2 separate regions of the Sus scrofa genome follow, and region 1 is linked to region 2. The links are chromatin contacts, called in public Hi-C maps. All regions are on one chromosome and are shown on one strand. Each heading gives the region's core, a stretch centred on a gene start, on an enhancer-like site or on the middle of the called end of the contact. The rest is flanking DNA. Distances are from core to core; before and after follow the strand shown. Region 1 holds the start of LOC110259305 (histone H3.1). Region 2 holds the start of SNAP47 (synaptosomal-associated protein 47).

Region 1 (2,956 bases), core at 26-2,525, 900 kb before region 2:
CCATTGTGGCTCAGTGGAAATGAATCTGACTAGCATCCATGAGGATGCAGGTTCGATCCCTTGCCTTGCTCAGTGGGTTAAGGATCTGGCGTTGCCATGAGCTGTGATGTAGGTAGCAGACAAGGCTTGGATCTCACTTTGCTGTGGCTGTGGTGTAGGCCAGCATCCACAGCTCCGATTCAACCCCTAGCCTGGGAACCTCCATATGCTGCAGGTTTGGCCCTTAAAAAAAAAAAAAAAAGACAAAAGCAAAAACATTGTGCTACCACCAAAACACACTGCATAGTAACTGCTTCTACATACATGTTTCCTTCACTCAGCTGTTAAGCATCCCCAAAGTGAAGACCAAACAGGGACAGGAGGGAACAGATTTTATCCCCTTTCGGCAACCTGGCAGTGTTTAGATTTTTATCAAGTTAAAACCTCAACTAATAAAAGCTTCCAACCATCACCAATGGAGGAACAAGTCCTTACACTCTTCCTGAAAACCATGCTCAGGTTGTTTACACACAGCTCTGCTTTGGGGAGTATGAGTGACTGCTCTCATAGAGTTTTCCAGCAAGTTCAGACAGTCTTATGGGTTGAGAAACTTTTTGCTAAGCGCATTGATCAGCTGTTGCCACGGATGCTCACTTCCAAGGCAACATACCCTCTTCAAACATTAAGACTAGGGGCTACGCAGCGACTTGACATAGTTAAGTCTCAAAGGCCGTGTTACCACGCAACACAGTTAGGTTTCTGGTAGGCTGGAGATAAGGGGCAACCTAAATGTTTTGTGTACAGTGCACTTTGTGAAGAAGTAGTGGCTCTGAAGAGTCTTTGGGGTAAGAGCAGCGGCTGTGTGCTGAGAATCTAGACACGCTCCCCACGAATACGCCGAGCCAGCTGGACATCTTTAGGCGTAATAGTGACACGCTTGGCAATGAATAGCACACAGGCTGGCATCTTCAAAAAAACCCACCAGATATGCCTCGCATGCTTCCCGCAGTGCCATCACAGCCGAACTCTGGAAACTCAGATCCGCCTTGAAATCCTGTGCAATCTCACGTACCAGCCGCTGGGAACAGCAGCTTGTGAACCAAAAGCTCTGTAGACTTCTGTCTGGTACAGACGGATCTCGTGCAAGGCTACAGTATCAGGCCGAAATCTGTGTGGCTTCTTTACACCACCTGTAGCTGGAGCACCCTTTCGAGCTACTTTGGTAGTCAGCTGCTTTCGTGGTGCCTTGCCGCCGGTGCACTTGTGCGCCATCTGCTTTGTGTGGGCCAAGGCCCTTCAGCTGCTATTACAATTCTTCCTCTTAGTCGCCTGAGTCGCGCCCATTTTTATAGAGGTTGCTACCTTCCTATTGGCCAGTTTTCGGGTGGCGTGATGGCAGGCTGAGCACTGATTGGTGTGTGAGGTATTCCGCTCAGCCTCCTGCCCCTTATCTTCATATTGCTTGGTCTTGGTCTCACAGTCAGCCTGGCATCCTGGACTTCGCAGATCTGCTTGCAGACTTCTAGGGTCTAGTTGGGAGTTCTCTCCTTGTGGGTGTCATGGACGGTGTTGCATCTCCGTGCACAGCTCCCTTGTTTTTCTTGAGCACTACCCTTCTCCTCCTCCATGAGCTAAGGAGGGCAGAAACTACTAGAAGCTTGCACTCTGCATTTGGCCTGTAGGTTGGTGTCAATTTGAATTTTCTCCACCTATGATTAAAAGAATTCTCTCACCCTTTGTGTCTTGCAGAGAACCTTTTTCCCCATATGACTCAGATGCGATTGATGATGGCTGCTTGTTGACCCATGGTGAGGCCAGGCACAGACCCTGCAAATCCCCATCCTTACTTCATGCATGATTATCTGAACTGCTTGTCCCCACTGCATTTTAATAACGTTAAAAAGCAAAACTCGGGAGTTCCATGTTGATCTAATGGTTAGGACTTGGCACTTTCACCACTGCAGCCCCTGCAGTTCAATCCCTGGTCTGGGAACTGAGATCCCACACCAAGCCACTGCATGGAGATTTAACTGAATAAATTTGATCTAATTGGTGTAGATTCATGTATCAGGAAGTATTCCATCTTAGCAGATAAACAGGAACTCCCAGGAGCTGGAGCTGTACAAAATGGAAGGCTTTTACAGGCAGAAGGAGTCAGGGCAAGGAAGTTATTCTAGCAAAGTGCTGATTGTTTCAGGTAAGGTCACCTTCCTTTGGGGAAAGGTGGGGGTCTATCATGCAGATTACCTCACTATTGCTGACCAGGTAATTTTAGATTGATTGGTTAAAGGTCACAATCTTTGGAGGGGCTGAAACTGCAATAAAGTTAGGTAGTAAGTCTTGGTTTGGTTTATTGAAATGGAACTAAGCACAAGTGACTCTATTTGTGGCCTGGTATTTCTTTTTTGATGATAATCTATCAACATCACAAGTCATATTTATAGATTTCCCCATGTTGAAAAGTCCCTGCATTCCTGTGAGTAAACCCAGCATCATTCTAGTGACAAAAATGAAGGGGTGCCCTTTAAAGGGCCTCTGGAAGTATCTTTGTTCTAATTGGCTGATGTCCCTAGCTGTTTTATCCAATTAGAGAGCTGAAATGCTGATGTTCATTTAAATGTGCTCTTTAATTCAGTCAGGTGTTCAGTTTCTCCAAGTCCTCATTTCAATGCAAACCATTTAAGTAGGCGCTTTTGTACCATCCACTCTTTCAAGGACTGTGCTGTCTCCACTGGAAGTATGTTTCTGCACCTAGGAAGGCTTAATTGTGAGATGTGACTGATGATCAAAAGAATGAATGAGCAGTGCCCAGTGACTTTGTATCCCACTCAGATCTCTTCCAGTTTCACCAGCTGCAAGAAGGCTCTTATTTCTAAAGCAAAGTAAATTCCAAGGCCCTGACTGTGAACCCAACTCTCCTACCTATCTATAAAACAGACTGCATGGAGTTCCTGTCGTGGCTCAGTGGTTAACAAAC
Region 2 (3,156 bases), core at 492-2,991:
TGACATATATAAACTTATACATATATAACAAAGAGACTGTGTGTGTCTGTATATGTGTGTACAGGGAGGGAGAAAGACAGAGAAAGTGAATGAGTGCATGCCTGGAAGGATAACTCTTTATCAAGAAACAAGAAAATGCTCATCTCCGGATGGGATTAAGGGTGACTCTTCTCCATTTTATCTTCCCAGTGCCTTCTAACCTTCTGCCCAATACTGGCCCAGTAAAGAATTCCACAACTTGACCACAGGAGGCACAATGAGGCACACTGGGAAGGGAGCACAGCTCAAACACAATCACAAAACCCTCATACTGCTTTGCTTGCCACCAACTCTCCACCACCTGTCTCATCCTGCCCATGTTCTCAGCTCCCACTTTAGAACCCCCACCTGGACTCTCTTCCCAGTCCTCCCCTCCTCTGCCTCTCTCCACTTCTGGTCCTTGCTCTTCTCCTTCTTGTAAGTTTCATACTCCTTGAAAAGAGTACCCCCTCAAGCCCCTCTCCAAAGTTTAGAGCCCCAATATCCCCAGAATCTCCCTTATGCCACCTATAAGGCTAAATAAACAAGATTACATGTTCACTATTTAATAAAGGGGCGGTAGGTGCCTCTCCTCTTCCCTTTGGGTGTTTCCTTTGGTCAGGAAGGAAACAAATTCAAGTGTTCAGATTTCATAAGGCATTGTCACCACCTGCTGACTCAGAGCTGTAAACACGTACCTCCAGAACTGAGGCAAGAGTCTCTCATTAGGCACAGACTACACAGGTGCATCTATTTTTCCCTCAAGGAGATGAGAGAGTTCTCAACATTTCTTTCTTCCTGTGTGTGAAATGTGGGAAGACCTACCCAGCTGTGTATTCTACTGCAGATGCCTTACATATATGTAATCTGCTCATACAGCAATGAAACTGTTTTCTTCCTTTCCATATTGATACGAGTAGGACTGTATTGGCAGGACATCTATTTCTGCAACATGCTGAGACCCTGATATGGCACCCCCACCTAAGCTCCCCTTTTATGTAACCCTATTCAGATATGTTTTTGTGCACAGCCTCATATCACCACATTTGATCCCCCACACCTTCACTCAGAACCCTCCCTATTCCCCCAGCATCCCCTCCAGTCCCCACTATCCCCTTCAGGTCCTACCATCCTCTCCTGGTCACAGCATTTCCTCCAGGTCCCCAGCAGCCCCCTAGTCCCCTAGCATCCCCACCAGGTCCCATCATCCCTTCCAGGTCCCCACTATCGCCTGAGAGTTACAGCACTCCTTCCAATTCCCCTATCACCCCCCTAGGTCTCCCATCGTCCTAGTTCCCCAGCATGCCCTCCAGGGCTTCAGCATCCCCTCCAGGTCTTCAGCATCCCCTTAGACCCCCAGCTTCTCCAGGACCCCACCTTTGACCCTTGTGCTCTCTGTTAGCCCAGCCACGTCCCACCACCTTCCTCAGTCCTTGAAGCACTGGAAAGAGGAGAGATACTCACCTGGGCAGAAGCGGCGAGAGGGACTGTGCCAAGGGACGCCTGGAAGAGCTCCGGGCACAGGCCCAGCTGCAGACTGGGGACACGACTTACCTGAGTTGCTGGGGAGGTGCGAAGACGGCGAGACTAGGGGCCAGCACCGTTCGACAATTTCTGAAACCGTGCGGACCCTGAGCTGGATCACAGTCTCAGTACACCGCTCCTGAGTCTGCCCAGGCGGGCCGCAACAAGCAGAGAGCATGCGCCCAGAGCTGGGCTGGCTGTGTTTCTGGCTCGGGCAGGAACTCTTGTCTGCAAACTCTAGGTTCCGCACGAGGGCGCCGGGCTGACGGCGGACTCTGCAAGCGGCCGCGGGTGCGTAGCGTGTACGCCGGAAGTAGTTTTCGCACATACTTCCTTTTTCACTTCCTAGTTTAAAGAACAGATAAGTGGGAATACAGAAACCACATTCTGGGTTCCTGACCTTCTGCCGGACGGCAGCCGGGAGATCTGGCCGCTGGCTCCAGCATCGCTGGCAGCCCCTCCGCGTCCAGCACCCCCTCCTACTCCCGCAGCTCTTCCGACGCTCCCAGCCCCCCTGTTCCCAGCAGACCCTCACGCAACGGACTCTGAGCCTAGCCCAGCATGGACAGACAGATGCGCGCATTTGCCGAGAGCCACTTCCGAGGCCTCCAGGGAGGTCTCTCCAGCAATGTCAGCCCGAAACTGGACCACGTGGACTTCATAGAGAATCCAGACTCCTTTTCCTACGCCGACTTCTTCAAGGGCTATCTGCTCCCCAACTTGCCCTGTGTTTTCTCCAGCGCTTTCACCGAGGGCTGGGGCAGCAGGAGGCTCTGGGTGACGCCAAGCGGAAAGCCCAATTTTGATTATCTGCTTCAGAACTATGGTAAGGACTGAGCGCGAGTGTCCCAGGCAGGAACACCTTGGAATGCAGCACAAAACTCCAGCCAGTGTCCTTTGACCCTCGCCCTACCTATATTCCCTTAGGTCAGACTGTGAGGGTGCAAATGAGGGGAGCCACAAGAGGACTTGAGGGAGGCAGGGAACATGAGTTAATCCCCAGAGGAATTCTTCTGGAGACGGTGTAGCAATGAGTTGGAGGGTGGACAGGGTGGAGGACTCTCAGAAAAGTTTGTGCCTGACCCTTTCCTTTCAGGAGATGTGGTTGTACCTGTTGCAAACTGTGGGGTGAGGGAATACAACTCCAACCCCAAAGAACACATGCCCCTCAAAGACTACATCAGCTACTGGAAAGAGTACATTCAGGGAAACTACTCATCTTCACGGGGCTGTCTCTATCTCAAAGACTGGCATCTGTGCAGGTAAAGGGGCCCAGAACACTGCTTTTCCTAGTCATGAGTGAGGAACTTGTCTTTTCTCCAGTTATGAATTTAATCAGTGTAAAAAACCCACTCTCTTCAGCCTGGTTGGAATGTCATTCTCTCCAATCATGGCCATCTCACCATGCCTGCGCGGGGTTGGCTGCGTGAGGAATGTGGGCACCTCTGGCAGAGGCTCAGATGGCCTGTGATTACCTAACTCTTTTTTGTCACTGTTTTTCCCGGAGCTGCCCTTGTCAGTCTCACTTCGATCTAACTGGCAGCACCCAGCCTTCACCAGTGCTCAGATGCCTCTGGGACCGGCCACCCCTATCCAAACCTACTTCTCCAAATC

Evidence for each region. A called contact is a pair of places that touch in the nucleus more often than the background predicts.
Region 1: a Hi-C map of epiblast stem cells shows a contact between it and region 2, with 4 times the contacts expected there. The contact joins the promoter of LOC110259305 here to the promoter of SNAP47 in region 2. A contact is called at or near these places in 1 of 5 promoter capture datasets (fetal skeletal muscle), 2 of 47 Hi-C or Micro-C datasets (embryonic fibroblasts and epiblast stem cells) and 1 of 2 datasets of contacts at active chromatin or transcription factors (alveolar macrophages).

Annotation. Positions count from the first base shown.
Region 1 is chr2:51,708,261-51,711,216 of Sscrofa11.1, reverse strand. It overlaps LOC110259305 (histone H3.1), which reads right to left and starts at 1,275. Exons shown (of 4, transcript XM_021083384.1): 1 at 1,105-1,275; 2 at 1,062-1,103; 3 at 923-1,060; 4 at 265-921. The coding sequence starts at 1,275. The coding sequence ends at 853.
Region 2 is chr2:50,810,894-50,814,049 of Sscrofa11.1, reverse strand. It overlaps SNAP47 (synaptosomal-associated protein 47), which reads right to left and starts at 1,741. Exons shown (of 7, transcript XM_021083339.1): 1 at 1,573-1,741. JMJD4 (jmjC domain-containing protein 4) reads left to right here and starts at 1,870. Exons shown (of 6, transcript XM_003123609.5): 1 at 1,870-2,368; 2 at 2,639-2,804. The coding sequence starts at 2,104.